3 separate regions of the Mus musculus genome follow, and regions 1 and 3 are each linked to region 2. Evidence: chromatin contacts called from public Hi-C and HiChIP or PLAC-seq data. All regions are on one chromosome and are shown on one strand. Each heading gives the region's core, a stretch centred on a gene start, on an enhancer-like site or on the middle of the called end of the contact. The rest is flanking DNA. Distances are from core to core; before and after follow the strand shown.

Evidence for each region. Hi-C and Micro-C count contacts between places; a contact is called where the count stands out from the background. HiChIP or PLAC-seq counts read pairs in DNA pulled down with a chosen protein or histone mark.
Region 1: an H3K27ac HiChIP or PLAC-seq map of thymic regulatory T cells shows a contact between it and region 2, with 11 times the contacts expected there. The contact joins the promoter of Lonrf1 here to the promoter of Leprotl1 in region 2. A contact is called at or near these places in 3 of 39 promoter capture datasets (hippocampal neurons, liver and pre-B cells), 2 of 484 Hi-C or Micro-C datasets (the HPC-7 cell line and hematopoietic stem and progenitor cells), 2 of 115 datasets of contacts at active chromatin or transcription factors (regulatory T cells and thymic regulatory T cells) and 2 of 9 other capture datasets (adipose tissue and liver).
Region 3: a Hi-C map of CD8 T cells shows a contact between it and region 2, with 2.7 times the contacts expected there. The contact joins the enhancer-like site here to the promoter of Leprotl1 in region 2. A contact is called at or near these places in 4 of 39 promoter capture datasets (the C10 cell line, hippocampal neurons, liver and 1 more), 2 of 484 Hi-C or Micro-C datasets (CD8 T cells and memory CD8 T cells), 5 of 115 datasets of contacts at active chromatin or transcription factors (T-cell acute lymphoblastic leukemia, large pre-B cells, pro-B cells and 2 more) and 1 of 9 other capture datasets (adipose tissue).

The regions. Positions count from the first base shown.
Region 1 is chr8:36,247,401-36,250,768 of GRCm38.p6, forward strand. Lonrf1 (LON peptidase N-terminal domain and ring finger 1) reads right to left here and starts at 1,959. Exons shown (of 12, transcript NM_001081150.2): 1 at 1,167-1,959. The coding sequence starts at 1,854. It overlaps Gm35712 (a long non-coding RNA gene), which reads left to right and starts at 506. Exons shown (of 4, transcript XR_870368.3): 1 at 506-659.
Region 2 is chr8:34,144,533-34,148,020 of GRCm38.p6, forward strand. It overlaps Leprotl1 (leptin receptor overlapping transcript-like 1), which reads right to left and starts at 2,207. Exons shown (of 4, transcript NM_026609.2): 1 at 2,153-2,207. The coding sequence starts at 2,168.
Region 3 is chr8:36,181,834-36,185,648 of GRCm38.p6, forward strand. No RefSeq gene overlaps it. Among named protein-coding and RNA genes, the nearest start is that of Gm35520, 4.7 kb to the right of the region's middle. Within about 2 kb of position 2,443, at least 188 of the 459 cell types and tissues checked have an H3K27ac peak or open chromatin away from gene starts, as enhancers often do. A contact at or near this core is called in CD8 T cells, T-cell acute lymphoblastic leukemia, memory CD8 T cells and 3 more, where this site is marked.

The DNA of each region.
Region 1 (3,368 bases), core at 709-3,208, 2.1 Mb after region 2:
AAAAGAGTCAAGATAATAATTTCAGTTACAAGATTATAACTTATCTAATACTTAAATCAGTTAAAAATTCCCAATGTCAATGATTTCATATAAGTAATTTCTCGTGGTAGGCAGCAGACATAAAGCATGGCCAACATCAGGTGACCAACTATGTATGATAAAGTTGACATTTGGGCCTGATCAGTCTTTCACATAGGCGGCTGTGAGCCTAGGAATGTTTAGTGACATCCTTGGAAGGGCCACCAGATGTCTGTACTGACAGGACTCCTAAAAGAGGTGGCCATTCGAAGATGTCTCTACGTGCTTTTCTAGATAAGGTCCCCTCCCCAGTCAGTAGAGAACAACCACATTCCAGGATCTAAAGAGGAACTCTCGGGTTTACTAAGTTTACATGGCCCTCTTCCCCCTACCCCCCAGCTTAAAAACCAACTTAAGCTCTAAGCAGGAGACGGGACCAAGCTGCTGTTTCTTGGATATGAAAATATAAACAAAAGACCTACAAAGCTTCCCCTCACAGGTCTACTGTGAGCAAGGCAAACTCCTCACACAGGCTACTTCTCTACCAACACCAGGGGTACAAGGGAGCAGCACAGAGGGCGGAGGAAGCAGGATATGAGACAGGCAGGTGGAGGAGGTTCCAGGAGCAAGAGATCCTGCAGGTAAGAAGAGGTGACCACCTCGGGGGCAGCCGGCCACCAACTCGGAGTTGGGCCGTCGCTGGGCCTCCCGATGCCGGTGCCCGCGCCGGGCTCCCGCCACGCCCACTGAACGTCACCCGTTACACAACGCCCCCCCACCCAGCTTATGCAATTCTGCCCTCCCGCGGCTTCTAATTGCCCCGGTGACTTTAGTGCACGACCAAGGTAGACACGGTATCCCCCGAGCTCCCGCCAAGCCCGGGGATGCTCGCCCCCACCCCGGCTGGGGCTCCCGGCCAGAGTACTGAGGGAAGCCTGCGGCCCCCACCCACCCCGCGCCCAAGCTCCGCGGCCCCAGGTCCCCGCTGGGCGCGCGCACGAGGGAACCTCGCATCCGCGCCCCTCCCCGCGCCGCGTCACTTGCAGCTCCCAGGCGATCCCCACCGTGACCGAAGCACCCCGGGGCGCCGCCCCCTCCCACACTCGTGATCCCCGCTCGCCCGGCCCCACACCGCAGCCCCGCATCACCTGCTCGCAGGGCGTCGCAGGCGGCGGCCAGGGCCTCCCGGTAGCGCCCTTCGTGCAGCAGTTCCCCGAGGCGGCCGGCCGCCCGCGCGCGCTCGCGCTGGCCCGGGAACCACTTCTCCGCCAGGTGGTTGAGCACGACGCTGGTTCGGAAGTCGGCGATGGCGGCGGCCAGGGGCGGCGGCCGCGGGGTCCCCTCCGAGGCGGCGGCGGCGGGTGGCAGGCGGTCCCGGCACAGGCGGCAGCGGGCGCGCAGCTCCCTCCGTAGGCAACGGCGGCAGTAGCTGTGGCCGCACGGCACGGTCACCGGCTCGCTTAGGAAGCCCCGGCAGCTCAGGCAGCTGAGCAGCCCGGCCGCGCCCGCCGCGGGTGCCGCGCTCCAGCGCAGCCCGTGGCGGAGCCGGTAGCTGAACACCAGGCAGTCCACTAGCGACCCGAGGCGCTCGGGCCTGGCCGGGGCCCCGCGGCGCAGCGCAGCCGCGAACGCCTCCAGCGCTCCCTTCAGGTGGCCGCCCAGCGCCAGCAGCTCTCCGCGGCGGAGCAGAAGCTCCCAGCGCCCCGACTCCGCGCCCGCGCGCTCCAACCGCTCGCCGCCGCCGCCCACTTCCCACGGCCCGTTCCGGCTCCGCGGTCCGCCGGACGCCTCCCGATTCCCGCCCGGGGACGCCCTCGCCACGGCCGGAGAAGACATGGCCCGCACAGGGCTGCTCTGCCGCCGCCGCCCGCCGCCACGGTCCGGGAACCTCCGGGGCGCGCGGCTCCGCACGCGGCCGGCGAGCAGGGGGGCGTGGCGCGCGGACATGGCGGGGCGGCGCGCGCCCGGGGAGCCCCTGGGGGCGGGGCCTACAGAGGAGGGGCGAGGCTTAGCGAGGCGGAGCGGGGCGGGCCTTGGCTTCTGCGCCCGGCCTCCCGACATGCGGCCGGCCTCCTAGTTCACCAGAGCTGGCCGGCTGGTCCCGCCCTTTCTGAGCCCCTCCTGGAGAGGGACGTGAGATCAGATGATCCCCAGCGGGGATCTAATTGGCTTCTCTGACGAGGAGGGCTTGGCTCGTGACTGAACAAAGCCCGAAGTCTCCTGGGCGGCCTTCGAGCTGACACCTCTTGTAACCGAGGTCCATCCCCAGGCCTATAACTTGGGCGCTGTGCAGTTCGTATGTGCACCAGCAGTGCTGTGACCCCAAACCTGCAGCACCTGAGTAGGTACTCCGACTCCTCCTGGCCATAGAAAGGAAACTTTGGGTGGGTCTAGATGCCCTGGGTTACGGCCGGCCAGAACAGGCAAAGGGATTGTGAATGCACGGTGTGATTACTTTGAGACTTAAAACTGAAATCTGCCAACTTTATACACACACACATTCCACGTCCAGAGACCACTTCCTTTGGTTAGTGCTGACTTGTGATAAAGTTTATTAAGAGTTCAAACGAAGAAATGAACTGTCCAAAAGAAGCCCGATACTTTGTGAGTGACCTTTAAATTTTAATTTAAAAAGTGCAATACACCAACCCCCCCCATTAAACTATTAAATAAACAAAGCACACCTTAGAGAGTGAAAGTCTCCAGGTTCCTCAGATGGGCTCCACAACCTTCATACACACGAACCCACAGTTGCTTAAAGGTTTTTAAATGAGAATATAGAAGAAAAACATTTTCCCTGTGGCAGAAACCAGATCACTACAATGCAAGCATTCCGCAGCTTTGTCGACTGAAGACAGTTTGGCTCGTATGTAATGGATTCTAGTTCCTTTAAATGTGACAGCATCCAGTTTAATATTCTCAATGGAAATATTTATAGGTTTGATTACAGAGTACTGGGTGGAAAATGTAGGAAGAGATTTAAGGCTTTTGGTTCTTTTTCAAATACTTGGTAACAGGAAAGGAAATATATTTGTCTGAAATCATACAGTCAGTATTACAAAGAGATTTTAAGATCTTCTCACGGTGATAATATCGTATATAATGTTTAATCAACAGTTATCTTTCTTCAATTTTTTTTACACGAGGTCTGCAAACACACGAGATCCTGCTTACACAGAACAGGTGACAAAGGTTTGAAAGCGTCTTTCTGCTACACAATAAGCAAACCTCAGAAAAGAAAGAGGGCACAGGAACAAAGGGCTAGAGAAAGAAGAGTTGACTTAAAAACAAAAGCAAAATCCCGGGCTCCTGTTCCAGACAGTCCGGAAGCAAGGTGCAGCCAGGCAGGG
Region 2 (3,488 bases), core at 957-3,456:
CAACAACCACAACAACAACAACAACACAGAGAGAGAGAGAGAGAGAGAGAGAGAGAGATTGATTGATTGATTGAGTGTATCCTAGTAAGAAGGCTGAGGCAAGTTGAATGTGGGTTCCAGTTAGCCTGGACTGCATAATGTTCAAAAATGCTAATACAAAAGTTTAATAACACAAGTTAACTCATAATACTTTAAAAAAATCAAGAAACCAAAATATAAGGTTCTGGCATTGAAACACATTTAAAACTTGAGCTTAAATTACAGCCACTGTATCAATATTATAAGAGAATCCTTATTTTAAAATGCTTACTTTATTATGGAGGTGTGTGTCTGTCTGTGTGTCGATGAGGTAACTATGGGCTGGAGGTGCAGGCTTTTGTGAGCTGCTGGGTAGGGATGCTCGGATCTTGGATCTGAGCTCATCTCTTCTGTTAACTGCTGAGCCATCTCTCCAGCCCATAAAATTACCGATGCATTTATTTATACAAGATCCAATTCCTTTCAAGTACTCACATATGAAAAAACAAGCCCTGTAGAAGTGTTTGGGGAATGGAGATACCCTAGGGTCATATTTCCATGCATTCGATACTCAGTATTTAAAAGACGTTCAAAGCCATCTGCATGTGACATCTCATCTCTTAAGTCATCACAGATAAAAGCTGACACACGTAAACAAACTGCTCCACAATGCTCCCCAAACCAGTAACGTCTCTCCAGTCTTATGACACTGGCAGCTAGGTGGCTTATTTTATATCAACGGTGTCTTAAGTGACACACCAGTAAGGTAAGGATTCATACAGTAATTGACTGATGCAACACTCGGAAAATGAAACAGAGAGGAGTGTGGTTTCTACTTCCAAAGCCTCTGGGCCAGGGATGGAACAGCCCAATTACCTAGCAAAAATTCTCTAAAGATGGACTACAAAGACAGAGGTGAAGGGGTCAAGTTCCCCGGCCTGGGAGTTAGCAGAAAATATAATGTATCACAGAGTAGCAGGCAACTGGCTCAAGAAATATGTAATGGTCTTTACAGCAATACTCCTTACTTAAGGGCAATCTAAAGGCCAACAGGAAGAAATATCTTGATAAGCAACCTGTAACTTTAAAAGGCACTGAAATCTTTAAAAAGTAAAATTACCCCCCCCCCCAGTCACTGTCACCAGGATTAACATTATCCAGATTTGGAGAACCATAAAAACTGTTTTCTTTTTTTAAAGAGTCCCTCATTAATGACACCGCAGGTGGGTAGAGAAACGCAGGCAACATCCTAAAAAGAACAGCACTTTACAGTAACTTCCATCCACGTTAGAACTTGAAAGGGTCTATTATAGCTCAAAAAGAGATCCGAAAGTGTCCTAGTTGCTCAGATGACAAGGTTCTATACGAGAAATAACATCTTTTTTTTTTTTAGGCACCGAAAATAAACAAGACACCAGAAAAAACGTGAACCAGGGAAAAAGCTCAGCCAAAGTCGCCCTTACCAGCGAGGTGGAAGCACCACTATCCAACTGTTTTTACTTCCAACTAGGTTATCTCTTCTACAAAGCAGGTCAGGAAATCAAAGTGATCCGCTGATAAGTAAATACAAAACTTTGCTTCTAACCCCAGGGGCAAGACTACTACTGAGCCAAGTTCCCTGTCTTCAAAGAATGCAACATCCCGTTCTCTCTGAAGAAAACACACCAATAGACAAGTAACCTTTCATCAAGGTGTTCGTTACCTTTCTTCTTAAAAAAAAAAAAAAATCACAACTACAAAGTGTCAACGTGCACTTGTGGGGGAAAGGAAGCCAGGAGCACTCTGGGTTAGCATCCGGGCTCTACTGCACCTTAAAAACACCAAAGATGCATTCGATTTAAGAGGCAGGGAAAGCCTGTGCACCGCGATCCCGGGAGCGGATGCAGAGCCCGGGTTTGGGAGACGGGCGCGTTCGTGCCTCGGGTGGGAAACCACACTGGTTTGCCGTGCCGGGCATTCCTCCCGATCGCAGCCCTCAATGTCTCTGGGTGCAAACTCGCGCAGACCGCGTCGGTGGCCGGGTTGCCCCGTTCTGGTCCAGGGGCGGAGCGCCACCGCCGGAGGAGCCCGGCTGGGTCGTCCCCACGCCGCCCCGCCCCATCCCTACGGCCCCGGCCCCGCGGCCCAGGCCCACCTTTGATGCCCGCCATGGCGGTGACGTCGCTCCTGGCTCCACGACCCGGGCGGTGGCCGGGAGACCCGAGACGCGCGGCGGCGGCGGCGGCCAGACAACACCCGGAAGTGCACCCCGCTGCACTTCCGCCGGCGGCTCGCGCGGGGGCGTGGGGGCGCGCGAGGCCGGGCCGGGCCGGGCCGGCGTCCTTCCTTCCGCGGCTGAGGGGGGCCAGCTGGGGACGTGCGGGGCAGCTCCGGCCCGGAGTCCCCGCGGTCTCGAGAAGAGAGCGTGCGGAGCTCGTGAAGATGCGGGCGATGTCTTTGCGGGATCGCCTCACTTTCTGCCCCGCGAGCCCATTTCTCCTCCCACCACCCAGTCTGTGACACGTGAGATGGGTGGTCTCTGCTTCTCTCCTTGGGTTCCTAACACAGATCCCATGAGGTCCCCTCCACCCCCGCAGGGAGTCAACGAGTCATAATGTGAACATAAAGATGCTTCCTCTTGGGAGTCGGAGAGCTTTTCAGTCTTGGTGACAAAAAGGATGGGGAAGTGGGGGGGGGGGCGCCCCGCAGAGATCCTATATATTTATGTAAGCTTCCCACATAGCATATGCTGGGGAACCGGGTAGGCGTTGGGATGAACAAAACCAGGTGTAGTTTCTGCCCTCGGGTTGTTTGCAGACTAGAAAGAGAAAATACTCAAAAGAGAACAAAAGTGCGACGAAGATAATGGATAGCAAGAGGGATCCATCTGCACTCCAAAATATACCACTGGGGCGGCGGAAAGATGACTGTAGCTGAAATCAATTTTAAAAAAGAGAGAGACATAGAAGGGGAATTGGCTGCGCTCCTTTTCTGTACAAAATCAGACCGATTTAAGTTTCTCCTTGTAAAGGTAGCCGGAACTTCCTTTCCTGTGTTACATGAGAAGATATTTGCAACACAAAATTTCCCATGTGTAAATATTTTCATTTCTGAGGAAGAGACAGATGTCTCTGTAAGCAGCCGCAATTGGAGTTTGTAGAAATGTTACAGAAATAGCCTTTATCTCCCTTAGTTTTCCCCTGAAAGCCCAAATTTCTTCCATTTAGTTGCTTTCCCACAGCGTATTGCCTTTTGTTAAAATGCCTTATGGGCTCCCAGACCTAGCCGGTTGTGTTTTCCTTTATTCGGAACCTTGCTAAGCCTGTAAAATACAGCCTGTAAAATACACTCTCCCCTTTAATAGGCCTTACAGCTGCTAATATGTAGGTCTCCTCTGTTGAATCTAAGAAGGCAGAGACAACCTCTATCCTAGAAATATCTAGGAAATAGAAGACATGGGAAATAGTCCTTTGGTTTGATCTGACAGGACT
Region 3 (3,815 bases), core at 1,193-3,692, 2.0 Mb after region 2:
TCCACCATGCCTGACTGGATGCTGCCATGTTCCTGCCTCGATGATGATGGACTGAACCTCTGAACCTGTAAGCCAGCCCCAGTTGAATGTTGTTCTGTATAAGAGTTGCCTTGGTCATGCTGTCTGTTCACAGCAGTAAAACCCTAACTAAGACACTGGGTCTGACTTGAGCAAATGAAACCTCAAAGCCCATCCGAAGTGATACACTTCCTCCCATAAGGCCAGACTTCCTAACAGTGGTGCTTCCTGTGAGCCTCGGGGTGCCATTTTCATTCAAAACACCCCAGAGGTGTATAAAGACTTTCTTGGGCAGACCAACATGTTCTCTGTGCATACAGATAGCCAACCAGATCTAACATAGGCGAGACCCAAACTTTTTCATATGCCTAGAACCTGAGCATGGTGAGAATCCCACCTGAGAACCTGTCACAGCGCTGTTCCTCCTCGGTGACAAGCTTAGTTTGAACGAAGAAAGATCTTGCCTGGAAGAAAAGGCAAGGCGTGGCTCTCTCTGTGCTACTCATGGTTGTGGTGGGACTAGGGGAAAGTAGAAGAGATTCTGCGAAATGTTCTAACCACAAGGGTATCAAAAATAGAATGTTTGCTGTATGTGTGACTTGAAAACCACAGGTTGAAATTTGACGCTCTTAGCTGATAGGTTCCTTTGGGTGGTCTCGTTCCCAGGTTACTTGGAGATTGATCAGCCTCTAAATCCAACTTCCCTCCCAGGTAAGAAGGAAGACATAGGCCACTGAGCGGAAGATCCAGCAGAACCATGGCGGTAGCGTGTTGTACAGAGAGGTGGTAGATATTGGAGTTATGCCTAATCCATTTAAAGGGAAAGTACAGTGGTTTGGGAGGATGGCAGCGAAGGGGAGGCTATGAGTGCTGGCTGGATTGATTTAAGGAAGAGCCAAGTGAGAGCCCAGTGTGGTGTTGCATGCCTTTACAGTGAAAGGCAGGCTGACCTCTGTGGGCTTGATCTACACCGGGAGTTCGAGGTCAGCCAGGTCTACAGAGAAAGACAGAGAGAGGGAGAGAGAGAGAGAGAGGGGGAGAGAGAGAGAGAGAGAGGGAGAGAGAGAGAGAGAGACACAGACTCAGTGACTGGATATGTATTCTGTGAAGACAGAGTTGTTGGGAGTATACTGATGGTAACACAGAGAACCATGGAGACATCCCTGTCCCTGAGAAATATGGGGAACAGAGAAAAATCAGTCTAACAGTCTCGATATACTTGAAGGAATCCTGGCACATTGGAGTAGGAGAGGAACCTCTGAGTCCAGGGCTCTGCACATCTTGATTGATGGACAAAGCCTGCCCTTCCCATGATGCTTCCCTAGCTTAGCCCCACCTCCATACAAGAGTGAGGTCCTGCAGCCTCAGGGACACCTCTGGAGAACTTGGTTCTAGTTAAAGACAGCTAACTATCTTATATTGAGCGTGGAATGCCACTTCAGTCCTGGTCAGATAATTTCTTCTGTTAAACGAGAACATTTAGACCTGTACATGTTAGGTGATATTTAGAGCTTCTTCATCTTCAAATATCTGGAAGCTAAATTGCAAATTAAAAATACAGCCTTGGTCACTTAAATGATTTTGTACCAGAGTTTGAAGCTAGGGCATTACACATGCCAAGTAAATATTCTACCACCGATCTATACCTCCAAACCCATGTTAATCTTTTATTTTGAGGCAGTCTTGTTTGATATGAGTTCACTCTGTAGCCCAGGCAGGCCTTGACCTTGTGATCCTTCCTGCCTCTTGATCTCAAGATGTGTGATGACAGTTCTGTGGCACCAGGTCCAGGTAGAACGTTTTGAAAAGAAAATAGCTTTTGAGTTGTAACATTGTTAGGAAAAATGTTTAAAGTGGGGGGGGGGAGAGGAGGAAAGGGGAAGAGGGAGGGGGAAATGAGGAAGAGGGGGAGAGGGAGGGAGGGAGGGAGAGAGAGAGAAATATGGGGAGGAGGGAGGAAAGGGGAAGAGGGGGAGAGGGAGGGGGAAATGGGGAAGAAGGGGAGAGGGAGGGAGAGAAGAGAGAAGGGAGGGAGGGAGAAAGAGAGAGAGGGGGAGGGAGGAGAGAGGGGGGAGGGAGGGAGAGGGGGAGAGGGAGGGGGAGAGAGAGAGAGAGAGAGAGAGAGAGGCGCGGGTGGTGAGGTGTGTTCACTGTTTAGCCTTGACTGTCCTGTAACTCACTAGTAGACCAGACTGGCTTTGAACTAGGAGATCCACCTGCCTCTGCCTCCTGCCCACATGCTGGAATTAAATATGGGTGCCTCCATGCCCTGCCTTTGCCTGGACTTTTAAATATCTTAATCTCCATCACACACGGGATACACCACATTTCCTTTTCAACCCTGGCAGCAGTCTTTCTCACACTCCCTCGCATACTTGAGTCACCTGTGGGGGTTACAGAGCAGCTCTGACTCAGCAGACCAGGGCAGGGCTGGAGAGTCTCTGGCCCCACCAGGCAGAGTACGCATGCACCAGTCTGCGCCCACGCTCCTGCAGCCTGCTCGCTCTGCAGTGTCAGTAGACCTCTGGTGGCCACATTCGAAATGTGCATTGTTACACTCGATTTTTTTTTCTTTTTTCTTCTGAAAATATTAAATGCTATGTCTCCCCAAAGCCAGCAACTCTACCAGTCTTGTTATTGGCAAAGCAAACAGGGTTTGTTGATTTGAACTCTAACTACCACAGTATTGAAACAGCCAATGTAACATTAGTTTGGACTCTTGATTTAGGTTTTGGTGTCACTCCAGAGAGGCCACATAGCCAGTTAGTGATCATCAAAGAAGGGGCACGCTTAGTCTACATAAATATTAAAGTGAATGTACTTTCTATAAAAGAATACAGGAAAGCAGTCCAGTAGAAGGCTTTATGTGGAGTAATGAATGACTTAAAAGGGCCTTCTTTATTAGTATTGAAAAAGAAAACCTCAGTCTTTTAATTTGACTCACCTTCTCCTGCCAGGGGTTGCCTTAAGTTGTATTTCTTATTAGGTGTTCTCTAATTTAGCCCTTCTATGAAGCAGACTAACCTGCTCTTTAATTAGAAAAATCGAGAGCAGTTTTATAGTAATTTTAAATTTCTGGGTTTTTTTTTTTTTTGGCTAATTTCCATCTATGCTACTGAAACAGAAAACAGAAACGCTGTCCACAGTTCAGATGAGATGTGTCTATCAGCATCCGAGAGACTCCGTTTTAAGAAACACTGCATTTTTTTCCTGTTTTTCTTCTAGCTGCAAACATTTTTTTTTTAATTTCGAATGTCAATAGACATATTTCCTGGTCCTGCCATGTACTTAGATAAATGTTCCAGAAGCCAACTCAGTTTTTTTTTTCCCAAATAACCAGAAAATGACTATCACTCTAGAGTGGGAACATCTGGCCCAAGAATGTTCACGATCTCTTAGCCCCAGGGCAATCCAACTGAAAACTTGTAAATTAACATCAATCTTAACTTGACTTTGATGGAAACTTCTCGTTTTATGCTTGAGCCGACTCAGCAGAACACAGTCCCCTGCAGATGCCGGGCATCAGTGCATTTGCTCATAGAAACTTCCTTGAGTGGAGAAATGTCCAGTGCTCTTGCGTAGGGCACATCAAGTGAGATCCCAGGGTGCTTTGCGATTTTTGCTGACTTTTCATAATCTTAGTAAAGTGTGTTGCTAAGGTTTCAAAGACGGGTGCTAAAATGAGTTTTCTTTTTTAAATTAATTTATTGATTTGTTTATTTACATTCCACACACTGCCCTTCTCCCAGCCCCCCAGAGTCCCTCCCTCTATCCCACCTCCCCTTTGCCTCTGAGAT